Linked DNA regions of Capsicum annuum: region 1 is linked to region 2. A link is a contact called in public Hi-C data. All regions are on one chromosome and are shown on one strand. The core of a region is the stretch at or near the end of the contact, and the rest is flanking DNA. Distances in the headings are between cores, read along the strand shown.

Region 1 (5,585 bases), core at 2,663-5,162, 170 kb after region 2:
ACCCCACTCTATGGGAATATACACTGGGTATGTTGTAGTTGTTGTATATCCTAATCTCAGAGATTGGTTAAGACAATCCTTGTCAAAGATATTTCGACCTGGAAATTGTTTTTGTCATCATTCAAATGAGGATATTCTGAAATATACATGCTGCTTTAGCATCATGTGAGCTGGAATTTGCAAATTATACATCCTTCACTTTCAGTTGTCGTACTAGATGCATATTCTACTCGTCACTTGAGTTTAAATGCAGCGCTACTCCTACACTTACATGTTACCATTTTTACGGGTTCTTTTCTGAAACTAGTAACTACCATTTTACAGGGTTTAGGTGGCCACCTTTTGTTTGTGGTTCTTGCATGCGCATGCTATGTTCATATGTTGATTACTCAACGCAAAATTAATGTTGTTTTTAGATACTTAATGAGGTTGGGGTTTCATACCTGGAGTCACTTTTTTAGATCCTAAATTAAACCTCTTTACCTCAGTTATGTCTTAAAACGCCATTTTGATAGCTACTGTTATATGTTTTATTGGTATACTATAGATTGGTTACATTGTTATTTTGATAAGCATATTCGTCTGTCAGAGAATACAATATGCAAAGACGAAATCTGATGTTGTAGCAAAAGCTGATGGCACTTTTGTTCCCAGAGAAAAAAGAAAGAGGCAAGATGATAAAGGTAAGTTCTTTCATTTGAAAATTTTCGAGTTCCAATATACGTTTGAACCCATAGAGAAGGTTGGACAATACAGCTAAAATGTGTTACTTCACAAAATTTTCTGCATACTGTATACTTTAAGCTATATATAGTAATAGGGAGATAAATTTTACACTCCCAACTTCTGTGGCTGTGATTAGCATCCCTGTTCTCCCTCCTTACAACCCACCCTCACCCCCCAAATAAAAAAGAACAGCAGAAAGTACTTACCTGCCTATTGCAAAATTTTTAGCTATTTTTTACTGTGATCGTGCAGGGAGAAAGAAAAAGGACCAGCAAGATGCTAATCAAACTGGAATGGGTCTGAATCCTGCGTATGCTGGTGCTTATGGTGCAGCACCACCTGTAAGAATTTTCCCTTATTTTCAGTGACTTCGTTGAGTTTCTGTTTTCTGCTCCTTATATATTGAATTAGTGGGATTGTATTATCTTTTGTCCTGTCACTATGCACTACACGACGTTAATCAGGTGATGTTATGTAGATTAATTTTGAAAGATGTCTAATTTTTCCAATTAATCATACAACACATTTCTTGGGATGAAAGAAATCGTGAGCAATACTTGAAAGTGCTCCTTGGTGCATGGAAAGTGGCAGTTGTGTACTTGGAATTAGGATGGAGAGAAATCTCTGGTGTAAATCTTGTTTAATTAGTTGTAGCTGGGTTCTTGAGTAGCTTGCTATTTGTCTTTCATTTTGGTGGAATCTTGAGGCACTGATTTAATTTGGTACGGGAATACCCTTCTTGTGCACATAGGTTAAAATGTAGTCAATTTAGTGCTTCTTCCTGATTATAGATGCTTTTTACAAGAAACTTCCTAAAACGTAAACTTTTTTCCCTTTGCCAAATGCTGCAGTTCTCACAGATGCCATACATGGGTGGAGCTAAAGCTGCAGTACCCGAGGCTCCTGCTCCTCCAAATAGCATACTCTTTGTGCAGAATCTACCTCATCAGTCTACTCCAATGATGCTTCAAATGCTCTTCTGCCAATATCCAGGCTTCAAGGAAGTTAGGATGGTTGAAGCAAAGCCAGGAATTGCTTTCATAGAATATGGAGATGAGATGCAATCAACTGTTGCTATGCAAGCACTGCAAGGATTCAAAATTACCGCCGACAATCCCATGTTAATCACTTATGCAAAGAAATAGATAGACTATATTTTAGCAGCTGTCTGTAGAATTAACATTATCTTTCACTAGGATTTGGGTGTTGCAATTTTAAGCTTATGATCCTTGGATAGGTAAATTTACCCGTGTATTTGTTGTGTAGTAGCACCGTACCACAGCTCCTTTTTGGTTTGGAATATTATGCTTTTATGAATTTCCTCATGCACCTTGTAATTTTGATTTGCTTCTATAGCCCACTTACCATTTTCAAGAAAGTATCGAAACAGGAAAAAAGTTCTCAACTTTAGTCTAACTAGGAGCTAATGGTTGATGAGAGAAACAAGTGTACGCAAATGACTTTCGAGATTTATGAGGATTTTTGTGCACACTTAATTAAGCTGATAATTAGTTTTTGACAAGTTGCCCGTTTCTTACGAAAACAAGACTACGAATTGCCCAATTGAGCAGTGACACTTAACCGGTTGTCCAATATCTGGATCTGGCGCAACGAAACAAAAATAAAAAAGAGGATGAAGTGGAAAAATTGATTTGAACTTTGAAGAACGGGAAAAGGCTATTTATAGAAATTGCTGAAGTATTTGGCGCCTTTGTCACAGGCTTATTTTTCACTGCATGCCCATGTGGCGCCTATAGTTTCCCTGGCTATAGACTAGCCTTCCTCATTTCTCAGGTCCTTAACACGTTCTTGTGCCTGTGGGGAACTTGCCTTAGAGGCTTGCCCCCTTTGGTGCCGCTCTATCATTGTCGACTGACATGACCGATGTATAAGCAACTCTTATGGCGCACCTTCATATGTTGGATCTAGCCCATATGCACTTGCAGGGAAGGCTACAAACATACTTGTCTCTTGCTTGGGCCTGAGCATCGCTATCACGTGCACAGTCATATTCTCAAGCTTGACAGTCGCCTCGTGCATGTGCACTTGGCCTTTGCTTCGCTCGAGTAGGATAACCTTTAATCCTTGGCCTTGATCTCAAGCGTCTTCCTTAAACACGCCTTCTTATGTCATATGGCATAGCCAAACATAGCCCACACAACTTGCATTCAACTTGCAGAACACAGAGTCGCCCCACGAGTGTGCGTCTAAGCCAGCAGACCCTTGTTCACTTGGTTGAACCTTTGTCGAGCTCACAAGTTAGCTCATGAGTCTCTAGGGAGAGTATCTCAATTGTTCTATGTTCCCTAAATGGCTAATAGGCTAAAAAATGATCCTAAATGCCATTACCTAAAGGGAAATATTCCTTCATCGCCATCCTCATCATGGTGGGTTACAAAAACTCCTTTTCATCTCTAAAACATCGCCAATTACCTTGAGTTAAGATCTTTGGGGTAATCCGGTTTGTATCACCTATTTATTGAAACAATTAGTGTTTAAGCACCTCAAGTCTTCACTCGTTGCTTTCTACCTGAAACTAATTATCGCGATGATAACCATGTGTCCAAATCACTAGGTAACTTTGTCTACTAAGACTAGAATAGATGAGAGAAATATTTTTGTCTTTGTTGGAATTTAAACTTAAGACCTCGTGGTTCTCAACCGCTTCATTAATCACTAGGTTAGACTGTTAAGTGCAAGCTTAGTTCCAACTGAACTTATACTGATAAAGGCAAAACTTCATTTCAGAACCTACAAATTGTATCGCAAAATGCCTAATTTTAGTTCCTAGGGTGCAAAAACTTGAATAGTAGGACACTTTCCTTCTTAAGCCCACATAATGTACAACCCGACCCGTCAAAATTTGGACTCACGGCACTCTTTGTTAAATAGATCTTTTTAAGTTTATTTTTTAATTAAATGAATCATAATTTTTTTATTTAGGGAGATGACCCATTTCAGAGACAGATAGGACAATAGATATATAGATAGATTGATTATCAATTCGATAGGTTTATTATTTATCTGACAGATATATAGACAGATCAATTATCAATCCGACAGATCAATTATCGATCCGACTTATATATAAACAGATTGATTATCAATCTGACAAATGAAAATTAAAAATAAATTATTTTGCTAATTGAAAACTTGAAAAGAAAATATCATTTTGCTAATTGAAAACTTGAATAGCATTAATGGCCAAATTTTCTCGACTCGCACTCCAACCCTTTCCCGCTTTTCTTCCACATTCCAGCAACACAACAATCCTCCAAAACTTCTAAAAATCAAAATTCAATACAAACACACACACTCTCTCTCTTTCTTCAGTTAATTAGTATTAATTATAAAACAATTCAATTCAATTCACCTTTACCAATTTTGTTCAACAATTATGCTGCACGAACTCTTACTGGCCCTCTTAGGTTACACGGGAGATCTCATCATCGACGTTAGAGAACAACAAGAACAAACCGGGACCCACATTCCCTTATCACCAGATGCACCCATTTCTCATCAACACACTTTTAAGCTTGCTCCTGATATCTCCTTCATTCAACCCAGTGAAAGGTTTGCTATTTATTGTCCCTTTTTTATTTTTCTTCCTCTTCTATGTAAATAAATAACTGGTAAAGTTGTTGCACGTTTCTAGGAGTTCACGGGTTCAATTGTGGAAATAGCTTCTTGCAGAAATGTAGGGTATAATAAACACTTGTGATCCGGCCCTTCCCTGGGCTGTGGCTGCCTTTTTATCTTTTTTCTATTCGAGTAATGTAATTCATTTTTAGTCCATTTAAGAGATGTGTACCTCAATTTATTGTCTTCTCGTCTTCTATGTTACCCTACCAACAATTGAATAATTTTTTCTGACTTTGTTTTTCTATTTGCATAAATGCAATTCAATTTTAGTCCGTTTAGAGATTTGTAACCTCAATAGATGGTGTAAGTACCCAACCTTAAGCTTGCCCTTGATTTATCTTTCATCCCACCCGCTGAAAGGCTTGCTATTTATTGTGTCTTTTATATTTTTATGTTACCGTACTTACTCCACCCTTACACCTTGGAGTAATTGGTAAAGTTGTTGTCATGTGACCAGGAGGTCATGGGTTCAAACCTTGAAAACAGCCTCCGGCAAAAATGCAAGGTAAGGCTGCATACAATATACCCTTGTGGTAGGGCCCTTTCCTGCGCATAACGGGAGCTGTAGTGCACCGGGCTGCCCTTTTTTTTGTTACTGTACTTACTCCACCCTTACGCTATCAAAAAAGTAAAAAAGACAACTTTTTTCTTTTTTAGAACTGTTTAGAGATGTGTATATTGGTAGAAAATGTAAAGAGGCTCTAGTGTTAGAACCCAAAATGGTCGAGTTTGCAATAAAACTAGTCCAAATGGAGGGAAATGGATAGTGAGGATTCATATAGCTAGACCAACAACAACAACAACATATCCAGTGAAATCCCCACAGGTATGCAAACCTTCCCCCTACCTCGTGGAGTTGTAAACATGGAAAAAGTTTGTTTCATTTTGATGGTTAATATATAAAACCTCACTGCTTTCGGAAATATCTGCATTCAAACCAATTATAACAATGTGGTTTTCTTCCTTTAGTTCATAAAATTGCTCCTACAATTTCTTGGGCCTTATTTATATAGCTTAGTTGTAAAGTGTAGGTGCTTCTTGTGGTTTTGGATTTAGGTGCAGGATGTCTTTGAGAGGATTATTGTCAAAGAAAGCATTAATTTCCTTTCAAATGGAATATTTAGAATCTTGGTGCATTTTTAAGCTGCCTTTGCTTATTTAGCTAAACAGTATGCAGCCACTTATCATTTAAACATATAAATGCTCTTATGGTAGCT
Region 2 (5,223 bases), core at 748-3,247:
TTATATTTTTAACAATTCTACTATTACATTTTTGAAAATAAAGCTCACTTTTAACCCTGTAAAAGACTTAAATATTTTTAACCCGGAAGAGCTCATATATTTTTAACCCAAAAGGAGCTTCATTTTTAAGTATGTCAAACAACAAATATGACGATTATGAGAAGACGAAGATAATGCATATGAAGAAAGCTGATTAAGTTTTGTCGAGAAAATCAAGTCCAAAAGTAGAAATTTACTAATGTTTTTGCCTTAATTTTCTTACCAAATTTGAGTATTAATTTTACGTTAAAGAAAAATAAAAGTAATACCATAATTACTTTTATTTTTTCTAAAAGAAAATATAATTTTTTTTATATTTGGCTAACCCCTTCTTGAAGGAAAATTTTGAGATCTTTATAAATAGAAGACGCCTCTCAAATCACAACATAATAATATTCACAATATAGTCCTTAAAGAGTCTTGTTTAGGATAAATTTCTTTCATTAGATTTTGTTTTTTCAATATTAGCTTTTAATATGTAGATTGAATGACTAAATCATATTTATATTATGCATTTTAGTATGTTTTTCTTATTTGTCTGAATTATCACTTCTATGATTTGTAAATTATTAGTTTCTGCATGACGCCCTTTCAATTTTGAATCCAACAATTTCTAATTCTATCTTTTTTTGTATGTTCATACACCCATCGTAATATTTTCATTTTTGTCACTTTCATTTTTTTATATGTGAGAGTTTTTAACTGATCAAACAGTATCTTAATGATAAGGAAGTTGTTGTTAATGGTCTCTTTTGCGTGCTCTTTTTTTTTTTTTTGTTTTTGTTTTTGCTAAGCATAATGCTGCATACATGTGCAGATTTTTTTTCAAAATTGTAATTAGTTTTTCCCACCTTGTATGCACGTGGCGTCGTAGACCATACATTTTTTCCAACAGTACATAAAGTTTTTTTTACACAATAATTATTTTCTTTAAAAATTCCAACAGTATATAAAGATTTTTTTTACAAACTAATTATTTTATTTTTTTAAAAAAGAACATAAATAAGAAACACATTCTCTCTCAAACAACAGATCGTTTCTTTTGCAAATACTTCTCAAGTTCCGTTCAAATGTTCAAGAATATGTGTTAATGTCAACTTTTATTCCTTTTAGTTTAATTTTTAGAATCTTTAAACGTTAAATTTTGATTTTGTTTCTGATCATTTTGTAAAAGTTGCCTTTTAAGTTTGGCGGCACCTGTTCATTAGACGAGACTCAAAATATGAGCCTTTATTTTATTTATTTTATATCAAAATACACTGAATGACATTCTCGTCAATTCCTTCATTTATCTTCATTTGTCTGAATAACATATTCAAGATACATGAAACTTTCCTCTTTTAAATGCTTATGACTTTCGTAAACCTCATATATTACGTCATTAAATTTACACTTAAAATATTTTATCTCAATCCTATTTGAGCTAAACTCTTTAGACTCTAGAGTGGATTTTCATAAGTGTATTTCAAATTAATTAACTAAATTATCTTTCCATCCATCTTTACTTGTTCATTTTTTTTCATTTTGAAATGCCCAACAATACTTGTCCAATTTATGAAATTAATGAATAATTTATCTATTTTATCTTGGTATTAAATATGATACATCACTCATTGTATTTTTTAAATAAAAAATTATTATATTCAAAGGATGCCATAACAAAATCATCCTTTTATTTATTGCTTTTTAAAATATATGAAGTCAAAAGTGGACAAATATTTATGAACAGAGGGAGTATAATTACAAACTTTTTTCCATTTTAATTGTGTCTGCTTTAGACTAGACACGAAATTTAAAAGTAAAAAGGAATTTTAAATTTTTTAATTTTCTAAATTAAAGCTATAGAAAATATATCAAGATAATTTCTTAATCTTATATATTAAATATTTTATATAAAAAGTCAAATTAAAAATTGGCCAAAAAAAAAAGCAACACAAAATGAAGGAGTTCTACTACTGTGCAAGACATCAACATCTGTTGACCAAAGTTATTTTTTTCTTAGCATCTTCTATACCAAAAAAAAGCCAAAATAATAATTGAAAAGAAAAAAACAATTTTCCAAACCTCCCCAAAGTCAATACAATCATATATACATCGCCGGCGCATCATCGGAGAGAAATCTCATCATATAAAAATCCCAGCATCAATGTTTACTACACGTCAGATCGCTGCCGTTACCCTAACACTTCCTCTCTTAATCACCGCCGCCGTCATTACGACCGTTGACTCCGCCGCCGTTGACGTGGCCGTCGACGGTGTCACTTCGCTCACCGCTTACGACTTACTGTCAAGCTACGGCTTCCCTATTGGAATTCTACCAAAAGGTGTTACTGGATACAATCTGGATAAGAGTACCGGGAAGTTCAGTGTTCATCTTAACGGCGATTGCAGTTTTGCTCTAGAAGGTTCTTATCAGCTTCGGTATAAATCGAAGTTCGGTGGATACATAGCGAATAATAGGCTTACGAGTTTATATGGAGTTAGTGTGAAAGTACTTTTTTTGTGGTTGAATATTGTGGAGGTTGTTAAGGATGGTGATAATCTTGGGTTTTCTGTTGGAATTGCTTCGGCGAGTTTCCCACTTGATAATTTTCTGATTTGTCCGCAATGTGGACGTGGATTGAATTGTAATAACAGTGGAGAAATTTTGAAGATTCGAAACAGTCATCTTGTGTCTTCTGTTTAGCTGCGTACAAAAAGGATGATGGAATTTGCTGAAAGAGGTTAGTTAGATAGTAAAGTGTTGTCTTGCTTTCCCTGATTATTAGTTGTACTATTAGTCGTAGTATTACTATTGCAGTTTCTTGTACGTTGAGTTCAGTTACTATCTGTTGTTTTTTGAGCTTTGATTATCGTGTCTTGTTGTAATTACTGTTCAGGATGATTTGTTAGGTTGTCTATAGTATTTTGCCACGGCTTCTTCATTTCCATTATTCCTTTTTCTGTACTGCTATGGACTTTTTTTTTTTTTGGTATACAATCTACGCTGGATAAGTTGTTGCATTGTTTTGTGGTAATGATAATTTGCTCGTTTATGAAAGAAAAAATGATAATAGATTAAAAGGAGGAAGGGTCAACAATGAACACAAAATTATGAAGGCATTTGATTTTTCTGATTATGTGCTACTTCATTCGTCTGTCAACTGATATTTGATTCACTTGAAGAACTTATTAGATGTTTAAAAAGGGCGGCCTGGTGCACAAATTTATGATGAAGCACTACAAATTTCATGAATTTTTGTATTGTTTATGTTACAGTAACTAATTCAATGAAACAGTAGCTCAAACTATCAACTGGTATTAATAAAACTTTAAGTGCAATCACAATTAAAATAGCTTACTTCAATGGAAATTGCATGAAAGTAATGTAACTAGAAATAGGTACCAGAAGGGGATGAGATGCCAGCAGAATGACCTAGGGAGAGGTACTAGAACAGGATGAGATGCCAGAAGAATGGGGGATGAGTAACCTTAGCACATAATTTACATTTCCTACGCAGAGTGATACCCTTTACTGTTTATTGTGTCGTCAGCCTGGATCCCAAATTAACCTTTGTGAGGGCCTGGCCCAATTTCTACTTCTCAGCCCAATATCCATTTGTCTGATACCCTTGTGTGCAACTGTATTGGGCTGGATCTGATTCATAGCAGTTTAGGTACCTTGATTTGTGACATTGTTAGCAGTTGAAGGAACATTTTGAAGCTTCCCTTATTTAATCAACTAGATAAAGCTGTCACGTATCAGGAAAAGAAATGGTGTGTTGGAATAATTGATCATTAGCAGATAGACATGGCCAAAAGTAAATCTGATCAGTATTTAATCTACAATCCAGTACTCTTCTATGATGACCTCTTTTTAGTTTTTGTACCCGGGAAAGTGATTTCCTTTTGTCTAATATCTGATGGAAATCAAGGTAACGGGTGATTTCCTTTTGTCTAATATCTGATGGAAATCAGGGTAACTCTTACAGTTCCTTTTTTTTTTCCGTTCATAACTAAATGAGAAGCGCGAGGATTCCTTTTTGCCGCCACTCCGGCATTTAAATATGTGGAAGAAAGTCTCCCTTCGTCCTTCCTGGCCCTACTCACCGCCAAATATGAATATAAAGGTCTTGTTGTGAACAGTAATTGCACTTATTGATCATTTGTTAGGGTGTTTATCAATAAATAGTTGGTCACTTTCAGTTTTGGGTGTTCCTTTTATTCCCCCTTAGTGTGTGTGTATAAGCATCTGCATATCTCTATGCTTGTCAGAAGATGCTCAGGATTCAGCAGATTAGGTAGATTGATTTTTTATGGAATTTGTGAGGAGGATCCGTGAAGCATTACTTGCTTGCTCCTCAAGTCATCTGTAGTAGCGTGAGCCTTGAAGCTGATACTCATCCCATGGCTGTGCCCTGTGATGTTATTCTGTACGCTTTTGCATATTTTGTTAATCCTCTACAAGGTCAACCTCTAAGTATTTCATGCCTAAAATTAAATGAAAGAATGAGATAAGGAAAAAGAACCAAAATAAGAGCTTGATCTAAAATTCATCTTTGATGACAGAAATCCAAAGACCATTCCCCCATCCTTGTTTAACAAGACACGATGATTAGTAAGAGAGTTATATTTGTCTGCTTTTCCAGAGAAAACATGGTTGAATTCTTGGTTAAGAATTTTAAGTAGGGTAGTAGGTCACATTTTAACTGGTGGAGAAACATTCAGTAACGGGGTGGGGGTGGGGGTGGGGGTGGGTGTATTCTTTTAACTGTGGTGTAGGGAGGTGCTGAGATGAGAGAATACTCGTGCTAGAGCTCCCAAAAGCGTAGAACAAGTGTAAATTTTGGAAAATTTCAGACTAGGTCATATTTGTAATTTTGGACTGGCTCCTGACTTTCATCTAATCACAGTCATCATCGTACTTGGGCAGTACGCCACAGTGCCATCTGCACAGTGCCCATCGTGGTGAACCTTACCGTGTTGAGAATCACATCGTGGTGACTGGTACCATCCCACACTAAGAAAAAAATCTCATGGGTCTCTAATATTCTTCATTGCAGGACAGTTACCATAGCGGTGAACTTCAGTGCATTGGGCATCCATCGCACTCAATGAGGGTGTATCAACCCTTAGAAATATTTCATCTTCTTAGGTAAAACGTGTATAACTTCTTCTATCGAACCCGAATATATAAATTCGTGT

Evidence for each region. A called contact is a pair of places that touch in the nucleus more often than the background predicts.
Region 1: a Hi-C map of placenta shows a contact between it and region 2, with 3 times the contacts expected there. The contact joins the promoter of LOC107864039 here to the promoter of LOC107864043 in region 2. A contact is called at or near these places in 3 of 5 Hi-C or Micro-C datasets (leaf and placenta).

Annotation. Positions count from the first base shown.
Region 1 is chr3:28,276,687-28,282,271 of UCD10Xv1.1, forward strand. It overlaps LOC107864039 (gamma-tubulin complex component 4), which reads left to right and starts at 3,913. Exons shown (of 16, transcript XM_016710292.2): 1 at 3,913-4,299. The coding sequence starts at 4,124. It overlaps LOC107864040 (U1 small nuclear ribonucleoprotein A), which reads left to right. Exons shown (of 5, transcript XM_016710296.2): 3 at 590-683; 4 at 979-1,067; 5 at 1,578-2,051. The coding sequence ends at 1,871.
Region 2 is chr3:28,109,315-28,114,537 of UCD10Xv1.1, forward strand. It overlaps LOC107864043, which reads left to right and starts at 1,998. Exons shown (of 2, transcript XM_016710298.2): 1 at 1,998-2,762. The coding sequence starts at 2,186. The coding sequence ends at 2,725.